Linked DNA regions of Mus musculus: region 1 is linked to region 2. Evidence: chromatin contacts called from public Hi-C data. All regions are on one chromosome and are shown on one strand. The core of a region is the stretch at or near the end of the contact, and the rest is flanking DNA. Distances in the headings are between cores, read along the strand shown. Region 1 overlaps Nlrc5 (NLR family, CARD domain containing 5). Region 2 has its middle 17 kb from the start of 9330175E14Rik.

Region 1 (3,681 bases), core at 1,075-3,574, 74 kb after region 2:
GGGCAGCTTTCCTCTGGATACAGTGTCTGGTGGGCACTGCAGAGCTGTGTGGGTCTTGCCCCTTGCAGGCTGACACACTGTGGCTTCCTGGCCAAGCACACAGAGACGCTCTGTGAGGCACTGAGAGCCAGCTGCCAGACCCACAACCTGGATCATCTTGAGTGAGTATTTGATTCCAGAAAGGCAGCGGTGGGGACAGTAGAGTGTTGCTTGGTGATAGAATGCAGGTGTCCTGTTTTCTTTTGAAGAGTCTGATCCCCAGATTTCTTTCTCATTGACATCAGAGACCCTTCAGAGACCTGGGGGGCGAGGGGGGAGGGACAGTGACTTTCTTTCCAAATATACATCTCACACTGGTGCCCTTTGCAGCCATGTCTGGCTCCCAGAAGACCACAAATCTTAGAAAGAATGGTGGGGGTAGGGGGATGGAAGTGTCCCGTGTGTGAAGTGCAGAGTTGTGACGTAGTGCTTAGATTGGGTTCCTGGTCCCAGGAACCAGGTGACCACACTGCTGCCAAAGCAGAACCTACATCCTCCACTAACCTTTGCTTCTTCCTTTCCAGCCTATCAGACAACTCTTTGGGGGGCAAAGGAGTGATCCTGCTAACCGAGCTGCTCCCAGGACTGGGTCCCCTGAAGTCCTTGAAGTAAGCAACTAACCACCCCCCAAGGCCTCTGGGTTCCCACCAGTGAGAGGGGTTGTTCGGGTCTTCTTCTGGATACAGTAAAGATGTAACCAGAAAGTGCGTATGAGCCCTCTTCCCACAGCAACACACAGGCAAGTGTTCAACAAGGCCTCCCCCTGGCTTGACTAAACACTGACTTACTTCAAAGAACTCAGGGCCCCGCCGTTTGCTTCAGGCCTTCTCCAAGCAGCTCCTTTGTGTCTCCTTGGAGAAGAGATAGCTTTCCTCCCGCTCCTGTTAAGGAGTCTCCTCCCATTTTTAATTTACCCTGAGTCCCGCCATTCCCTTATCAGGCGGCAAAATAGAGTTCAGAGGGCGCTCTGGGCTCCAGTTGTCACCTTGAGCAAGTTCCTACCTGCCTAGCTCATCTCCACAGCTGTGCAGTGAAGTTGGGGGGGAGGGTTGTGATGGTCACCTGGGGGTTCACTGGGGTCTGCCATCTGCGGCCAGAGACACTCCCATCACTGGCCCTGTGCTCTGAAATTCAGAGAGCGTGTCTGAGTCCTTCACCACTGTCACTGTGTGATCCTCAGCCTCAGCAGGAATGGCTTGTCCATGGATGCTGTCTTTAGCTTGGTCCAGTGTCTGTCTTCCCTGCAGTGGGTGTTCCACTTAGATGTCAGGTGAGTGGCTGCCCTGTCCCCCACCCTCTCCCTCCTCTCATAAGCCCCTGCTGAGGCCTCATTTTTACAGGTCATTTGGGGTCATCCTCAGGATCTTAGATGATACCAGGTGCAGTGAAGGTGTGCTAGGATTAGTGAATGAAATAAATGAATGAACGAATGGACAAACGAACGAATGAATGAATGAATCAGTAAAGTTTGTGGCTCCATGGTACCAGGAACAATCAAATTTCTCCAAACTCTCCTTGGGACAAACATCTTTCCACTCTCCCTTACCCTCCAGGTTGTCCTTAGATACTCCTGAGCAAACTAGGGGCTGGCTGGTGGCCTTCGGGGCTCAGGGACTGGCTTAACTGGCATCTCCAGAGTTTATGAAGCTGGAGGGGAAGGCACCAGCCAACCCACAGCCCTGGATCTCCCCCATATAAAAAGCCTGTAAAAACCCTCTGCCTTTCTCCTCCTTCCCTGAGAATCCTAAGAATAGAGGTGTGGTGGCAGGTGGCCAATGCTGGTCCTTAACGTTAGGGTTCTTATGTCCTTATTTGGATAGAGCATGGAAGCCTGCCTTCTCTCCTGCTTTACCACGAGAGGGCGCTGAAATAATAGGCCAAGAGCCCTGCAACCAAGACTAACCGTGGCTGTCGATTGATCCATTGTTACTATAGTCCCTGGGTGGCAGGCTATCTCCTGGTCCCTTAAGCCCTTCTCGGGAGGGGACCCTTGGCCTCTTCTCAACCAGCTTCCTCCTCTTCGCTTTTAGCCTTGAGAGTGACTGCATCTTCCTTCGAGGAGCTGGGACCAGCAGGTGAGGAGAGGAGATTTGGGCAGTCGAGCTAGCCTGTAGCTCTGATTCCTGCTTCTTGTGGATGCACAATCTCCACCCTGACAGACATTTTGGTGCCCAAGAATGACCGCCAGGTCTGGCGAGGTCTCTGGGGCAGCTTGGCTAACTAGTCAGCAAGCCCCTGCAAAACCAGGCTAACTCCAATTTAGCACTTCACAGGCTCTTCCAGCTGCCCCCTGGTGGCAACAGGCGTCATGGCCCGAACCCTGGAGGCTGTCCACACAGCTGGGCAGTGACTTCACCACAGCTAACGCAGGCGATCAGAAGCCAGGCTAGCCCCTGGCTTAGGTGCTCTTGGTTCCCTAGCTTAGGGTCTCTGCGGGATCTCAGGGCAAAAGAATTGTGGATCAGGGAGACAGAAATACGGTTTTGACAAAGTGGTGGCAGGGGAGGCACTCCATTCTGTCTCCACTCACCTGGTTGGGGGCTGCCCTGGACGGGTGTGAATTGTTGATTTTCCTCGCCCCAGCTTCCCTTTCATGGATCTCAGTTCCTCCACCTGAACAATGAGGGGCCTGGCTGGAATCAAATCTCCAGATCCCTTCCAGGTGTGGAAGTCCTGAGGGCGTGGGAGCCCCCCAGGTGTGGCTCAAGCTTTCTTTTTGCTATGCTTTTCCCCCTCCAAGGGATGCACTAGAACCAAAATTCCAGACTGGAGTCCAGGTACTGGAGCTGAGTCAGCGGTACACCTCCCGGAGCTTCTGGTACTGTTTCCCACTTTTCTTTAGGGGTCAGGGATTGGGCAGAGCCAGGAGCTCGGGGTTATAAATTAAAAGAGTTTGAGAGATGGGAAAAGAAAAGGACAGGGGACCTAGCTCTGGGGGTTGCTGGGCCCTTTGGATCACCTCAGTGGAGCTAAGGCCTGACACTCTCCTAAGAGAAGATTGTCATATCTCTGAAACACACTGGAAACCCACTCTCCCCCACCCTGACTCTCTCTCTGTCTGCTTTTGAGACTTTCATTTCTAGAAAGGGGTTTATGTCATACTCCAGAAAAGTCTGGCCACAAGGGGATCTAGGGGATTTCCCAACTAGGCCACAAGGGGCTAGAAGACCTTCCTGAGACCTGGCATTCTCCCATCAGAGCTGCCTAAGTAAGAGATGCCTAAGCTGGTGCCAACAGAGCTATTCAGAGGGAACTTGTCATGCCCCAGGCAGGAGAGGCAACATGAACAAAGGCCAGGATGAGGGCACGTCTGGAAGCATTGCAGTGTAGCTAGAGCACATAGCAGCAGAGCTTGGGCGGGGTGTTCAGTTTTTACTTAAGGGTACTAAGGAACCACTGAGGGCTTTAAGCAGTGGATTTTGAGCAGTGGGGAGGCCCCATTAGATTCTCAGTGTTGAAAGATCAAACACGAACTGGAGAAAGGATCCAGCAGTTAAGAGCACTCACTGCTCTTGCAGAGGACTTGGGTTCGGTTCCCAGTATTCACACAGCAGGTCACAACCATCCCTACCTCCAATAACAGGGGGTCTGACACCGTCTTCCGTGGGCAGCAGGCATGCACTTGGTGCATGTGTATGCATG
Region 2 (3,691 bases), core at 1,054-3,553:
GGCACTTAGGATCAAGCACACACTGACATCGCCTGTGTCAGTAGCCACATGAAGCAAGACCATCCTAGGTACCAAACTCCCTCTGAGTGGCTGGGTTTCATCCACTTAGAAACAGGAGCTTGGAAGCTAGTATAGTTGTAAACAAGAAACCGAGGGTCAGTCTGGTCTCCAGTGTTCTTCAAGGTCTCCTTAATAGTTTTTAATACGCTAAACTCTAAAGATAGGAGGCATGATGGCTATGCCTGTAATCTCAGTGTTAGGAGGCCAAGCAGGAGGATTGTGAGCTAAGAGAAAAGTAACCCTGAGCTACACAGTGGAGTCCTGACTGAAAAAAAAATTCCCCCAAATCAAAACAATACCCGCACCCTCCCACACACCCCCACAAAATCCTAAAGGCAAAAGTAATGAAAACCTGTCCCTCCCAGCACTCAGGAGGCAGAGGAAGGCGTATTTCTGAGTTCGAGGCCAGCCTGGTCTACAAAGTGAGTTCCAGGACAGCCAGGGCTATCCATAGAAACCCTGTCTCGAAAAAACAAACAAACAAACCAAGACCTGGGGCCACACCCACACCTCTCTATGAAGTCTAGAATGGGATTCCTTTGGGGGAATCCCATTTCTTAAAAACAACAACAAACCAACTCCTTATTTTTACATTTTATCGATGATGATGATGGTGGTGGTGGTGGTGATGATGATGATGGTGATGGTGGTGGTGATGGTGGTGGTGGTGATGGTGATTGGGTTTTTTAGAGATAGGGTTTCTCTGTGCAGCACTGGCTATCCTGAAACTTGCACTGTAGACCAAGTTGACCTTGTATTCACAGAGAACCATCTGCCTCTACCTCCCAAGTGCTGGGCTTAAAGGTATCTGCAATTTCTTTAAAATATTTTTATCAGGCCAAAGAGATAACTCAGTTCAATTCCTGTGACCCGCATGGTGGAAGGAGAAAGTCAGTTTCTGTAAGTCGTCCTCTGATCTGTACACATGCACATAGCATGCAGGTGGGGGACACACATGAAGTAAATAAGAATGTAAGGAAAGTTTAATCAGTTAGCGTGTATGGGTGCACAGACACACACACACACATCAGTCCACCATGGCCTATATCTGGACGTCAGAGAACAACTTTTAGAGCTAATTCTTTTTCTACCCTGGGCGTCCCAGGGACTGAAGTCCAGTGGTCAGGCTTGGTGAGAAATTCACATACACACTGATCCATCTTGCTAGCCCCAACTCATTAATTTTTTCTAATAACTTTAGATTTGAATAAAAGTTACAAAGACATGACAAAATGTTCCATACCCAATGTACAGTATTAATCTTTCCATAAACAAGCTGTGTTGGTTGTAGATCACCACTGCTGAGCTCTTAGTGACTCCAGACTTCATCGGAACGTCATTCTTTTTTTTTCCCACTGATCTCCAGACCATGGAGCATGTGACCTTCAGACTTTTGAAAAGTTCCCAGGCTTTTGTCTTGTTCTGCTTTCATAACTTTATTGTGTTTTTAAGAACCTGAGAAATTCCCAGTACTTTATAGGAAAAAAATCAGTGATGCTTGTTAGTGGAGGGGGGGACGGAGGGGGGGAGGAATGGGGGGATGCAAGAGCGTGGGGGGGGGGTAGGGGGAATGTCTGTAAGGACAGGGTCCACTGCAGTGTCTTTAAGGAACTGGGTAGTAGACAGCTACTAGGCTTAACTCCAAATAAGGCTTGGCCAAGTGGGAATTGATACCCAAGGGTAAGGGCAGGGAGTTGGGGAAGAGCCTGCTAGAACTGACCCAACAGGGTCTTTGCTGAAGGTGGCCAGTGTGGTTAGATATCACCCTCATAAGATCAAGTGGAGGATGAGTCGCCCTGGTCAGATAGGGGAGGGTTGCCTGATAGTGTAGGCAATGGTTCTTAGGAACTTGACCAAAGTTTGGCCAAGCAAAGACCACAGTTGGCACCTATCAAGCCATTGTCTCCCCAGATGTCACACTTCATCCTCCTCCCCTGACTTCCCCAGTCTCTTTCTCTCTCTCTGTTCCCGGAGGTTCCCTCCTGTTTATGGACTTGGCTGTGCACATTAGTGGCCTTCAGGAACTGGTATCACTCAGGATGTTGGGTGAGAACACTTCCAGCAAGCTGTACTCGTTAGATCCTCAGGGACCGCAGGTTAACGTCTTGGTGGCGAGAGATATCCCAGTGTGGGTATTTGGAGTGAGACTTGCAGATGGAGCTGAGGGTAGGCTGAGACTGTGTCAGTAGGCTCAGAGGGCAAAGGAGGAAGTTGACACACAGAAGGCTGTTTGGGTGGAGCCAGCTACATAGCTGGTACTGGTGTAGTCTGGCTAGATCGAGGGGACGTTAAACTGAGTCCTGGTGGGAGTAGTCTTAGCGAGATTGTGGGCGTATCCCTTTCCTGACTAGAGACGGCTCTGGAAGCATGGAACAACAGGAGATTTTTTTTTTCAGGGTCTCAGTTTACATTTGTCCTTGAGTCAATAAATTGTGTGTTCTCGACACACTAACCCCTTTCTTTTAACACCATGAATTCTTACTGTGGCTCAGGCCATATGAATCCTGACTTCATGAAGCACATAGCCTAGGGGTCAGAGAGAGAGTAAATGGCCATTCATGCGAAAAACTGTACCTTTTAAATTTTCCCCAGAGCTTTAGATTTTAAAACTATGGCCAGTGAACATACTTAGGTAACTTTAAGTCAACATTAAGTCTATTTGAAGGCCATTTGGTACCTGGGTCTCAAGCATTGACATGTTCTGAGCATAACTCAGAGAGGCTGGCAGAGCACAGATTTCTGGGGATGCAGGCCCATCCTCAGAGTGTCTGGCTCATAGCTATTATGTATGACCCAAGAATGTGCATTCCTGATTCACTCCTTGTTCCTAATGCTGGCACTCCAGACCATGGGAACAGTCCTGGAGACACAGCTCTCCAGGGTCCGGGGTCTCCAGAGTGTGAAACACCTCCAGCTACCAGCAGAGGACATCTCAGCTCCCTGGGGGACCTTGGCTTTGGAGGTGGAGGATGGAAGTGACTCAGGAAGGTCCTGGCCATTGAAACAGGAAGAAACAGTTGGGTGTGTTGACAGGGAACAGGGTTGAAAGTCCCCACAGACGCGGGGGAACTTTCTTCAGTTTTGCCTTTTCAATCCCCTCTTACCCACATTGTGGAATCAGGTACTGTGTGGCCTCAACAGGTGCTCCATCACGGAACCACTCCAATCCTAGCCTTTATCTTTTCTCTGCCTCTCGGTCAAAGAAGAGAGAAGCTTTAAAGGAAATCAGGCAATAGGACCCTCCAAGTCTCTTGTCTAACTTTTCTCCTACTCTCTGCCAAAAGAAAGATTGTTTGTGGGGAAATGAGAAGCTAGGGGATCTTACACGCGTTCGCGACCGGCCAGGAAAGACGCAGCAAACCAGAATCTTCTGCGGCAAAACTTTATTGCTTACATCTTCAGGAGCAAGTGTGCAAGAGAGCAAGAGCTCTATTGCTTACATCTTTAGGAGCCAGAGCGCAAGAGCGTAAGAGTGCAAGAGCAAAAGCAAGAGTGCAAGAGAGCGAATGGCGAGACCCCGTCCCTTTTTAAGGAGAATTATTCTCCGCCTAGGACGTATTACTCCCTGATTGGCTGCAGCCCATCGGCCAAGTTGTCGTCACGGGGAAGGCAGAGCACATGGGGTGGAGAA

What was found. Hi-C and Micro-C count contacts between places; a contact is called where the count stands out from the background.
Region 1: a Hi-C map of the G1E-ER4 cell line shows a contact between it and region 2, with 1.7 times the contacts expected there. The contact joins two enhancer-like sites. A contact is called at or near these places in 8 of 39 promoter capture datasets (3T3-L1-derived adipocytes, the HPC-7 cell line, HPC-7-derived erythroid cells and 4 more), 3 of 15 datasets of contacts at CTCF or cohesin (CD8 T cells, large pre-B cells and pro-B cells), 60 of 484 Hi-C or Micro-C datasets (the 63-12 cell line, the AML12 cell line, B cells and 35 more), 5 of 115 datasets of contacts at active chromatin or transcription factors (CD8 T cells, bone marrow-derived dendritic cells, embryonic stem cells and 1 more) and 1 of 9 other capture datasets (pancreatic islet).

The regions. Positions count from the first base shown.
Region 1 is chr8:94,490,262-94,493,942 of GRCm38.p6, forward strand. It overlaps Nlrc5 (NLR family, CARD domain containing 5), which reads left to right. Exons shown (of 49, transcript NM_001033207.3): 16 at 69-161; 17 at 564-647; 18 at 1,220-1,309; 19 at 2,070-2,114; 20 at 2,780-2,857. Among named protein-coding and RNA genes, the nearest start is that of Mir7072, 13 kb to the right of the region's middle. Within about 2 kb of position 2,325, at least 62 of the 459 cell types and tissues checked have an H3K27ac peak or open chromatin away from gene starts, as enhancers often do. A contact at or near this core is called in the G1E-ER4 cell line, where this site is marked.
Region 2 is chr8:94,415,943-94,419,633 of GRCm38.p6, forward strand. No RefSeq gene overlaps it. Among named protein-coding and RNA genes, the nearest start is that of 9330175E14Rik, 17 kb to the right of the region's middle. Within about 2 kb of position 2,304, at least 57 of the 459 cell types and tissues checked have an H3K27ac peak or open chromatin away from gene starts, as enhancers often do. A contact at or near this core is called in the G1E-ER4 cell line, where this site is marked.